Linked DNA regions of Zea mays: all the other regions are linked to region 3. Evidence: chromatin contacts called from public Hi-C data. All regions are on one chromosome and are shown on one strand. Each heading gives the region's core, a stretch centred on a gene start, on an enhancer-like site or on the middle of the called end of the contact. The rest is flanking DNA. Distances are from core to core; before and after follow the strand shown.

Region 1 (3,870 bases), core at 810-3,309, 390 kb after region 3:
AAACATAGCAGACAAAAAAAAAGAGAGTCCAATCAAAGTAGCTGCAGCAAGCAAACAAGGTTATACTGCCAGCGAATAATTCGACGACGACAGCGAAATGACTCTCAGCTCGCTAGGTCAACTGTTCGAATCCTATTACCTGTTTTTAAGAGACCAGTTAAGATCAGCTGATTGGCACTGCCAACCTGCAGCTGCTCCAACTAAAACCGTTTCTTTCTGACTACTTGATTAGCGCCAAATAAACAATAACGACGACCCGTCCATATCCACATGCATGGACCCGCGCGGTCTCTTTCCTAGTGGTTAAACCGTCACGATCGCGATCGCACTCTCAGAGAGTGACGGTTGTTGTTGCATATCCTCACGAGTTCATATTCGGACTCCATTTCTGGTGTGGGGTTGGCAGTCATTATATTAGCATCCACGAGAGTGACAGCAGATGAGAAAAAGAAAAAAAAAACGCAGCATAAGAGATGCCCCGGCCACACCACTACTATATACTCCACGCATTCAGCTCGTGGACTGAAAAATCTCAGACAATTCTGAGGTATGTAAAGACAGGTGCCTGACAACGACGCCGCCGCTAAAGAATGAGATCCCGGTGAGCAATGAGATCGCCGCCGGAGCATCGCGAGGTGCTGACTGTGCTCGACACCAACCCTTGGGCGCCGATCGGTAGCGCACTCGCGACGGCGGGCGGGGTCAACTACAACTACTGCCCGACCTGGCGCTGCCTAGGAAATGCCTACAAAAACACCTAATCGTAGGTGACGGCCGGGTCGTCGTTTGGAGCTCGATCGCTATACGGTTGGGAACTGTGTGCATGGAAAATGTGGGGAAAGTTTAGCTACTGGATTCTGCTAACCAGCCATGATCGACGACTCATTGATGATGAAGTGTGTCAGGTTGGCAAAAAGGAAGATCGGGCACATGGGAAATGGCGCACGTGTGCGCTACCCACCAGTAGACCTAAGAACGTGGTCGGTCGTTTGGAAATGCATTTGTTTTTTTTCTTTCCAACTCTTCTGGTTGGACTTCGGAGAAGCATCTCTTTGAGGATTTTCTTTGCTTTAGCTAGATAGTTTATTGACATTCCTCCTTGTTTAGGTGTGGTTGCTTTTGCAGCAACAAGTCGTTTGATCCTACATGCATGAACAATCGTAGTAGTTTGATGTTTCTCTTTCAATGAACTTGATCCAAAATCAAACATCTTAGGTTGTCTTCAACAACTCCTCTAAATAATTTCCTACCTTGTATTTAGAGAAGATTTTTCTCCTCTATACACACCAGCAGTGTACTCTAAAATGTCCTCCAAATACGGAGAACACTCCTTCATCCTCTATATAGAAACTATATATCCTCTCCTCTATTTATTTATATTTGAGTGTATGATAAATAAATATATACAAAAATCTAGAGCTATATATATATATATATATATATATATATATATATATATGAGAGATAGAGAGAGAGAGAGAGAGAGGATGTTGTTGGAGTTTCTATACCCTCTAAATTCTCATAACCACATTTAAACTATCTTCTTACCTTGGTTTGAAATGGTTTTAAAGGTAAGTTTGTCTTTTTATTTAAAAAACAGAAAATACTTGATGATGTTTTTAGACCATAAAACATAGCTTACCTTTTTAAAAATTCTATTTTTCTAGATTTAGATTTTCATCGGAAAATGTTAAAAATATATAGACATTTTTGGGTTTAAAAACCTTATCAAATATTTACCTAACTTCAGTACCACTCCAAACTATAAAAAACAGGGTAAATAATTATTTAAATAATTTATAGCGTGAGATGTCTGATTTTAAAATTTAAAAATAAAAACAAGCATAGTGATACTTGGGACGTAGAATAGACTTTCTTTTCCTTTTCTTTCAGTCTGGACTCTGGAGATTCTAGATGTTTTGCAATAGTAAGCCCATATATTTTCACCCATCCGAATAGTAAGCCCATACAGCCCACGTATGGGCCCGATAATGCTGAAAGTTAAGCCCGTAAACACCCCTCTATTATACGGCATGAAATTGCTATACTAGATTTGCAGGCAGTTGAGCCGAACGGAAAGAACCAAAAAATAACCAGACAATGAGCTTAACGCTTCTCCAGGGCTACTCCTCCGCTGAGGACGACGACGATCCCGCCGCCGGCGCCGGCGCTGGCACCGAGCTGAGCGAGTCTGGTGATTCGTCAGCCGAGGAAGCCGGATCGGACGAAGACGAGGAGTCCGCTCCTCCAAAGCCGCCCCCCAAGCTCCGCCGCCGACCAAACCCTAAGGGGGGAGATGCCGGCGGCAGCGACGGGGGCTCCTTGCTGCCCTCCGCGCTGGAGGCCTTCGCTGATGTCTCGGGACCACCAGATTTTTTGAGGCACAGGGTTGCCGAGCCAGAGGAAGGGACGGAGGCCCTCGGTGTACTCGATCGCCGTGGGAAAGAGGGGAGCAAACAGCCGCCTCCAGGTAAGTAGATTTAAATACTCATTTTTTTGTGGAAACTGGAGACTAATGTTTTTTTATCCTCTCCTGTTTATTTTGGTAATGGTAGAGGAAGAGATAATTGTATTTTTGCCACTCACAATGTTGTCTTCCTGTTATAATTACCACTGTGTCTATGAATTGTGGGTCCAGCTGGGTCTATGAAATGTGGGCCTGATGGCAATTTTACAAACCTGTTTCTTGCTGATGGCAAATATCAAAATCTCTCGGTAGAGGAATGGAGGTCGATTAGATTGCTACCAATGTAGTTGCAGGTCTTGCATTGTTAGAGAATTGACGTAGATTTTATAGCAGTACATGTAGCGTTTTAAGATGCATTTAACAGAGTCTGGATGCAATTTCAGTTCCGAGTTCCCAAGATATTTGATGGTGAAACTTGACCAAGAATTAGGAATAGGCAAATTTGATGTACTGTGTATTTCCTTTGCACGTAGAGTGATACAGCTACCCTTTTAGCTAGTATCTGTGAGCTGGAATGTGAATACGTCACTGTTTTTCAAGTCTGAATGAAAAGGCAACGATCTATCTCGGCCACCATGAAGCTCTGCTGTTGGAGATATTTGATCATACAATTGCATTGCTAATTTTCTATAGCCAGTGTTCTTAAGGCGTCGCCTTGTCGCGCTAGGTGACGCCCAGGCGTCCAGGCGCTCGGGAAAAACTGGCCGCCTTGCTCGCCTTACCCGCCTAGGGGTCGCCTAGGCGCTAAGGCGGTTGTCTGGTGCACTTGCTCGCCTAGGCGCCTTAAGAACACTGGCTATAGCATCAGTTTTGTGTTCATCTGTTTTCAATTGCATGGCATAAATCTTTGTACAATCAGGTGGTACACTTCTAGAGTTTGTTTTAGTTTGAAAATATAAATGTGTAGTCTATACTCTATAATTGTGCTGGCGGTGTCTCTGGAGCTAAAGTAGTATTTATTGGTCCTATACTTCTATTTGTTTTGTTTTTAGAGAAAGGAAGACTCTGCTCATAATAAAGCATATAAAGTTTTACAAAACACCGTAATCAACTCTGCTGGATACATCAGCTCTCAAGCAAATATCAGAAGCCACTACTGCTAGACATGAATGTCTCAGAAGAGAACCAACCAAGCTACTAATAAAACACTAAAGAAAAAGCATCCACTATGGATAACTCTCGAGGAAACAGAACTTAACAAAAGATGCAATAATTATTGGTTCTGTTTGTTTGTTTCACTGTTATGGCGATTCTTTGATTCACAACTGCATTTGACCAAGTAAACATGGTTGTTCAGAAAAAAACAGAAGGCATCATGCAGTGAAAGACGAGAAACACTGCATAATTTGTTCTTCAGCATGACGTCTTCTACTGACTGCATATTATTGTTTGATGATTGTTCT
Region 2 (3,867 bases), core at 920-3,419, 280 kb after region 3:
GGAGCGTAATACCCTACATCTACTATGAGTTGTATTATCTGGGAATCTCCGTGTGTTTTATTGCCTAGGAGTCTCTTTGTGTTATTGTGAGGTTGTCTACTACCATGTGTGTGCCTTCCCTTTTATAGCCTAAGGGAGGCATCACATGGTGACTGAGCGCCAACAAGTGGGCCTCGTAATCTATTGCTAGATATAGAGTAAGTGGAGCGTCGGTCCGTGGAGAACGGATATCTTCTCCTCGTCGTATAGATCTCTTAGCTTGTCGTGCCCTTGACCCGTTTAGTCAGAGTAGGGTATAAGTGTAGGTTGCGAAGAATTTGTTAACAAATGCGTAGCCATTGTTATTATGGCTTCCTGAAACCCATTGGCATGTAGAAGAAGTCATCTCCCTGGGCGGAGGAGACGACTCCATCTACTATGGAGCATATCTGCCGATCGTCGGCGACGACCTCGTTCGTGCTTGGCTTCCGGATGGCAGTGGCCACCTCGAATACCACTGTGCTCTGTTGGGGTTTGACGCTTGTGACCCTGGGCATCACAAGGCCTAGAGGAGCGCCAACAGCGGTAACCCCAAGCATCATGCTTGAGGTTTCCCCCGCTTTCTGCCTGATGGTGTTGGCACGACTGTTGAGGTGCCACCTAAGAACGATGGCAAGCATCTTGAGGCGTTGCTTTTTCGCCTTTCGCCAAATGTTGGTGAATCCACCTCTACCGAGCTTGTCGATGGATGAGTGGGATGTCATCAGCAAGGGGCCAGGCTAAGCGCCCCGCCTCTACCTGGCGCGTTAAATGTCGGACTAAGACGAGGACCGACGGTGTAGGATTTGGCGCTAGTAGGATGAACTCAAGGACACACAGAGTGTTAGATTTGTTTGTGTGCGGGGTTTGGACCGTACATCCGTTGTAAGTTGTATTGTCTAGGAGTCTCCGTGTGTTTTATTGCATAGGAGTCTCTGTGTGTTCTTGTGAGGTTGTCTATTACCTTATGTGTGCCTTCCCTTTTATAGCCCAAGGGAGGCATGTACATAGTGCCCGAGCCCCAACAAGTGGGCCTAGATATGGAGTAAGTGGAGCGTCGGTCCGTGGATAATGGATATCTTCTCCTCGTCGTGTAGATCTCCTGGCTTGTCGTGCCCTTGACTCGTCTAGTCGGAGGAGTGCATAGGAGTATATTGCGGCGTAGGCTAATGCGCTATCACACGTAGGGGTGCTCAGGCGTTGTTGTCCTATCTTCTCCGCCTGTCTCCTTTCGTAAAATTTGACAGTGCTTCGTAAAAGTTGTCACACACCATGTCGCCCACCGGGAAACTAAAACTCATCCAACAACGGGCCAGCCGATTACATCCAGTCGTACCAGGCTATGGTTAGCGGCAGCCGGTCGCAACTAGTCATGGCTGCATCACTGTCAACCACGACTAGTCAACAATCAGCCGATGTTCGACACCGTTGGTTGTCCATCAGCCGTGAGGGAGGGGTTGGAGCAGTCCTAGTGAATTTATTCTAGATGGACCAAATCTACTATATCAGAAGTTTCTAGTGGATCAAGAACGACATACCATGCTTTTTGATTTGGTTGATGAAAACAAAGCCTATCATGTATGACAATTTGACAAGGCCGAAAATCTGCCATTTTGATAAAGAGTTGTGTAGGTTAGATCTGCAACAATAGAGTAGTATCGACGATGTACTGAGTAACGATATCATTGTATATTGCAGATTCAGGTTACGGAACCCTGTAATCAGTAATAGAGACGTGAGATTCTCGATTCCTTTTACGGGACGGCATGAGCATAAAGAGAGATACAAGACAATAATAGAGAAACTCCTCTTTTGTTGGTTATTACGAGAGTGGTAGAAAAGTAGAATCTCTTTATGCTTATGTATTAGCCGTAGTGTTTCTTGACACTATGTTCATGCACATGTAGACCTACACCTACCTTCGCCCATGCCCAGTTGCCGTTGCATGCTACGAAACAAATCAATTCGGCGAGGGAGGCGGGCCATCATGCACCAATGCGGCTGCGGCCTACTAAGCAGCCCGGCGACCACCCCCGGCCCAGACGTCGGCTCCACTCGGGATACTACGTGGCAGGCCCTCTGGGCCCACCCCCGAGCTATAAGTACGCCGCACTCCTACTACTCCCAACTCGCATCGCATCCGCCCACATCTCAAGCCCTGAGAAGCCCGCACACTCCCCCAGGTCCCTGAGGCTAACTGCGTTCGTCCCGTCCAAGTGCTTCGTGTTGGGACGATCGAGAAAGTCGCCGGGTTTGCCTCCCACGAGCCTGCCCTGCTGCCTGGGGCCGCTGGTGAAGCGGAAGCACATGACGAACCAGGACGTGGTCGTGTCGGAGATGGGCATTGCGGCCGGGACCGCGCTGCCGGGCTCGAGCCCGGCCCTCCTGGCCTGCCGGGGCGCGGCGGCCGGCGCCATGTCCCTGCGGTACCTCGACCTGGCAGCGGCGGCGGCGCGCTCGGCCAGCTGCACCTGGGTCGAGGCCATGCGCGCCTCCTCGCCCACCCGCTCCCGCGCCGCCGCCGACGTCGACGAGCTCACGGCCTGGATGGTGACTCCACTTTGCCTCTCGTCTTCTTGACACGCGTCGGGAGCTTGCACGCGCGCGCGCGCGTGCATGGCTTGTTGCCTCCAGGTACGATGCTAACCCTGTTTCTCTCGCAGAGGAAGCACCCGTCGGCGCTCGGGAAGTTCGAGCAGATTGCCAGCGCGTCCCAGGGGAAGAAGGTCGTCATGTTCCTAGACTACGACGGCACGCTCGCCCCCATCGTCGCCGACCCGGACGCCGCCTACATGAGCGACGTGGTGAGGCCTCCGATCCTGCTGCTCTCCCCGGCACATACAACCTTTTCATGGCGGCCGGACGAAAGCTCACGCTCGGCTCACCCTCGACCTCGACTGACGTTTCCCCCCTTGCGCTGTACTGGTCCGCAGATGAGAGCGGCGGTGCGCGACGTCGCGAAGCACTTCCCGACGGCGATCGTGAGCGGGCGCTGCCGCGACAAGGTACATTGCCTGCGCCACTCGTCTCAGCGCCGCAAACACTTGACAAGCTCGCGCGTGCGCTTGGGTGCGTGCATAGGCCATTGGCTGATTTGTTGGCTTTCTTCTTCGTTCTGGCGCGCGCGTGCACAGGTGCGCAGCTTCGTCGACCTGTCGGAGCTCTACTACGCCGGCAGCCATGGCATGGACATCGAAGGACCAAGCTCCAATGTACGCTCGCACGCTAGAGCTCTTATCTCCTTCGATTGATTGAGTTGGTCGGAGACTAGCTCTCCATGACTGTCGTGTAATCAAATCTTGCCCTCTCATTCCAACCCTCTCCAGCCCGAGTCAGTTCTGTGCCAACCTGCGAGCGAGTTCCTCCCCGTGATCGACGAGGTACGCTGCGTGCTGCTTGCTAGAGTCGTCGATTAGAAGTAGAAGCACACTTGTCCACTTGCGCTTAGCTTGTGAAGTCCAGCCGATGCACGAGGAGATTAACAATAATGGCCGCGCACGCGCGCGGTGAATCCGCATTTTTTCCCGTCAGGTGTACAAGGCGCTGGTGGAGAAGACGAAGTCCACGCCTGGCGCCAAGGTGGAGAACAACAAGTTCTGCCTGTCCGTGCACTTCAGATGTGTAGATGAAAAGGTACCCCCCATCTTTGGATGCCAAGTTGCATCGACCACGCGCGCGCGGCTAGTTTATTCCCACCAGCTCTGTACCTGTCTTATAGTTAACACTTGTCTCTTCCTTGCTGCAGAGATGGAACGCATTGGCCGAGCAGGTCAAGGCAGTGATCAAGGACTACCCCAAGCTAAAGCTCACTCAAGGCAGGAAGGTAATTAGCTAGACTTGACCGGAAAC
Region 3 (4,017 bases), core at 816-3,315:
TGGAAAAAAGTCAAAAACAACTTACAAGCTGCGTTGACTCACGGACAAGGGCATTTTCTGTATAAAGAAAGAGTGATCTCTGTTGTTGAGATAGTTCAAACTCCACTCCCACAGCTCGCTTTGATTCATATCCAGCTACATTGGCCGCATATTCATTTCCTCTACATTTTTCCTCCAATGACCTGGCAAACTTGATGCTTTTCTTCAATACTAAGGAACCGGCACGGATGAATTGACATCAGTAAAATGTAGTCACATAAATAAAATCAGAAACATGTAGTTACTTATATGAATATGATAAAGGAAATGAATTTGGAGTCATACCAGAAAGCCGGCTTCTTGCATCCTGATAATGGAGATCCATCCACATAAAAGCAGCTATTTCAGGGGCAAAGAAACAAAAGTAAGGTATATGTTTGCATGTCATCATGCTGACATAAGCAAATGCATCAGAAAGGAAGAAATTAATGTGCACATACCCTTGAGACAGAAAGAACAAGCACAAGATTTTGGGGCAACAGCTTCTTCCAAACCACCAGTTCTCACAGAAGCATGCTGAGCACTAGAAATTGGCAAGTCACCACCTGTCGTAGCATCCAATGAAGACAGAGGTTTCTGATTTCCAGATGACCCAACTATCTCCTCCTGAGTCAAGCACTCACCATCATTTGTTGACATTTTATTAGCTAGCTCTGAGCTGAAAAAATGGTGCAGCAATTCACCATTCGTCTCATCATTATCTTCATCATCATAGTCGTCTTCAGATTCAAGTGAAGAATCCTGCTCCTTATCACTGAGATCTAATGGACCGATTGATGCATAGTGGTTCTTCGAGTCATTGGCTTCCTTGGATAAGAGTCCAGCTGCTTCGGCAGCTATGTGTTGAACCCTACTATTCTGAAAGATAGAATGGCTTTGAAATTTCTCTCTGGCAACATCATCAAACAAATGGCCAAATACAATTCCTTTCCCAATACTGCTAGCTTTTGCATTTGCATCGTACTCTTTCCTAGTCCCAGTCTTTTCAATCCGTCTGATCTTTATCCCACCTGTACTCTTCTCCAGATCTGATGTGGCTGCTCGCTTGCAAATAACATTTGTCAAGTCCCCAAGCACGTGGCGACCACTACCGTGGGTGTTTTCCGCCATTGCTAGATCCAGACCCTCACCAGTCAGCTAACAATGAGAGCACCAAAAAATCCTGGCCTCAAATGCCTGGTCAATCCACAGACAAGACCTAATAAGCTAACAATGAGAGCAGTTGAAGTAACGGCAGAAGTGAAATTCCAAGATGGATAGTATAGGGCTGTAGGCTAAACAAATAGCTAGGTTTTGCCCATAGAAAAACAGCTGGATCCGTCCAATACAGGAGGGAAACAAGTACATGCGCAGCGTGCTAATTGAAATTTTGGGGCAAATCCAAGCCCTTTTGAAGCAGACAATGCATGCCACAAACGAACAAATAGAAAATCCAAGGTTCTATATGACGTAATTCTCCCAATCTCGCTCACAGATCAAAATGCGAAGTCCATGTTGTTAAATCAAGGTCATAGCACCGTAACGAAATGAGTACCCTTATGCCTAAAGGCTAAAATTTAGAGCGGGAGAAGACACGGATCCATAACTCTTGCGCAGAGACGCCGCGACTACAATCTAACCAGGGGAAGGGAGGGGGGCGCGAGCACCGACAAATCCGGCGGCTATCGGGGACAAATCAAACGTTATAGCCTTCCAAGCGTGCCAAAACAAGGGAAACCTAGCAGGATCCTCGCTCCTCACGCGCGTGGACTGCGGACTCGGCAGCCAGAAAGGAAAGCGCGAGTGAGGCGGTGCGGTGCGGGACGGTAGGGAGGGGAAGCAGGGTTTGGACTTTGGAGTGCGAACCTCGCGACGAGACGCCCCCGCCTTTCCGAGGTCGCCGCCTGCAGGAGCCGAGGAACGCGTTGCACGCCACGGAGGGGAGCGCGGGTCTGGGGAGGAAAGAGGGGGGCAGGGGGAGCGTTGGTTTTTGTTGGTGGAGCCAGGCGGAAACTGGAGCGAGCCTAGAGTCCGAGACCGGGAGCGCGGAGCGCCCCAGCGCTGCGCGCGCTCGCGTTCAGAATTCAGGGCAGGGGTTGAGAGCGCCAGGGCGGGAGCCGAGGCTCGGCACCGCGCGCTCGCGGGCGTTGGATTGGGGATCCGCACCTGCGCAGCCGACGGGTGGCGCGCTCCAGGGGTCGGCCGCGTGAGTCGTTTCACAATCAGTTCTCTTTTTTTAGAGAAGTTTATAGACAAATTAAGGGCTAGTTTAAGAACCCTAATTTTTCAAGGGATTTCTATTTTTCCATGAGAAAATGAACTAATTTCCCTTGGGAAAATAAAAATCCCTTAGAAAATTAGGGTTACCAAACTAGTCCTAAGTGTATGTTTGGTTGGACTGTGGCTGTGAAAAAAACTGTTGTGTGCTATGAACTGTTGAAAATGCTGTTGTGTGTTGTGAGCTGTTAAAAACTAAAAACTGTTTGATGAAAACCACTAAAAACTATTAAAAGTTATTCGATATGTTTTACGGTTTCATCCGAAAGCCACTAAAAACAGGTATAATGGTGCTTTCAGTTTTACACTAATAGAAAGTCAGCTTTTAAAAAAAAGATGTTTTCTGGATCTTACCATTTGGTTTGGCTTTTTGGTTTTTAGAGAATAAAAGCTAAAGCCAAAAGTTAAACTAAACACACTCTAAACATGGTACCATGAACTGTATATGTGCATCGTCTTAGACTTAAATATGTTTTGAATGCTCTTGATTTCATGGCCTTTTGGTCCGGCTATGGATTCTTGTACTATTGCGTTGAGATGTGTTATATGGCTATGAAAAATATGGACGGTTTGAAAATACCATAGTTTCTAAGAAACTGGTTTCTATCATTGGTTTGTATACAATGGTTTATGGAAAAAAACTGATTGTGCATATTTGGAATCTAGTATCTTGAAAACCAAATACTAACTTTTTGTTACACAAAGATAAGTCTATCTTTGCTCTATTTTAAAAGTAGAAGATTTAATTATTTCCTTTATTTTTCTTGGCTACCAATTTTAGATATAGCTTGAATTTGTTTTTTTTATTCAAAAATTTAATTAATAATTAAACATTTAAATTGGGTAGAGTGAGCGGTGAGGAGAACATACGCATAAACCTAGGAGCAGTGGCAATCATTGTAATTTACACCAAATTAACTAGGGGTAGTACATAATTTGCCAAGCAAAAAATTGGTTTTAGCTAGAAAATACCAACTTCTTGGTTTCTTAGAAACCATGAATCCAGTTTCTAAAAACGGAACCATAAACGGGTACATTTGGGAATCTCATTAAATTTGGGTGCTTCTTTCCTATTGCTGCTTGAAGTCTTAGGATACGTTTGGTTTAGCTTTTTGAATCTGAGTTTAGTTTTTCTGTAGCTACTTAAAAAAGACAGCTTACGTACTGAACAAATTTGAAAGCAGATATGTCCTTGGTTTTGTTGCTATCAACCTATAATGATTGAAATAAAAATAGTTTTAATTAAAATATTTAAAGTGGAATTGTAAACAGATTTGTTGTAAAAATACTAGGAACATAAAATGTTAAATCGGTTTTTTTTAATTAGATATATTGACTAAGATATATAACTACACAAAGTTATACATTTTGTTCGTAGTGACAACTCACGGCAGTTTTAACCAAACAACTTTCTACTATTTTCTAACAATAGACAACTCGCATCATCTTTTTTATAGACCACAGATAAACCAAACACACTCTTAGACTGTCTTCGTTAGCATTCTCTATGTCATTGTTCTATATCCCTTTTTAAAATATTTTTAAAAGATTATTTCATATAGCTTATTTCTCTCCGGCAATGTCTTCTATACCTCGTTCTCAATACATGAATATCTATGTTAGAGACATTATGGTCTATTTTTTACTTATTTATCATATTCTCAAATGTTTTATACATATTTTAGCTTTACATTATTTATTATTTAAAATGTGAAAATGGAT

What was found. A called contact is a pair of places that touch in the nucleus more often than the background predicts.
Region 1: a contact with region 3 is called in a Hi-C map of leaf, with 6 times the contacts expected there. The contact joins the promoter of LOC100280116 here to the promoter of LOC100276322 in region 3. A contact is called at or near these places in 2 of 25 Hi-C or Micro-C datasets (ear and leaf).
Region 2: a contact with region 3 is called in a Hi-C map of leaf, with 8 times the contacts expected there. The contact joins the promoter of LOC100381600 here to the promoter of LOC100276322 in region 3. A contact is called at or near these places in 5 of 25 Hi-C or Micro-C datasets (bundle sheath, ear, endosperm and 1 more).

The regions. Positions count from the first base shown.
Region 1 is chr4:185,723,687-185,727,556 of Zm-B73-REFERENCE-NAM-5.0, reverse strand. It overlaps LOC100280116, which reads left to right and starts at 2,059. Exons shown (of 3, transcript NM_001153052.1): 1 at 2,059-2,470. The coding sequence starts at 2,101.
Region 2 is chr4:185,829,707-185,833,573 of Zm-B73-REFERENCE-NAM-5.0, reverse strand. LOC100381600 (trehalose-6-phosphate phosphatase4) reads left to right here and starts at 2,169. Exons shown (of 9, transcript NM_001174419.1): 1 at 2,169-2,568; 2 at 2,682-2,822; 3 at 2,952-3,023; 4 at 3,153-3,230; 5 at 3,345-3,398; 6 at 3,550-3,651; 7 at 3,764-3,841. The coding sequence starts at 2,326.
Region 3 is chr4:186,109,009-186,113,025 of Zm-B73-REFERENCE-NAM-5.0, reverse strand. It overlaps LOC100276322, which reads right to left and starts at 2,065. Exons shown (of 5, transcript NM_001406012.1): 1 at 1,885-2,065; 2 at 480-1,237; 3 at 325-378; 4 at 26-210. The coding sequence starts at 1,149.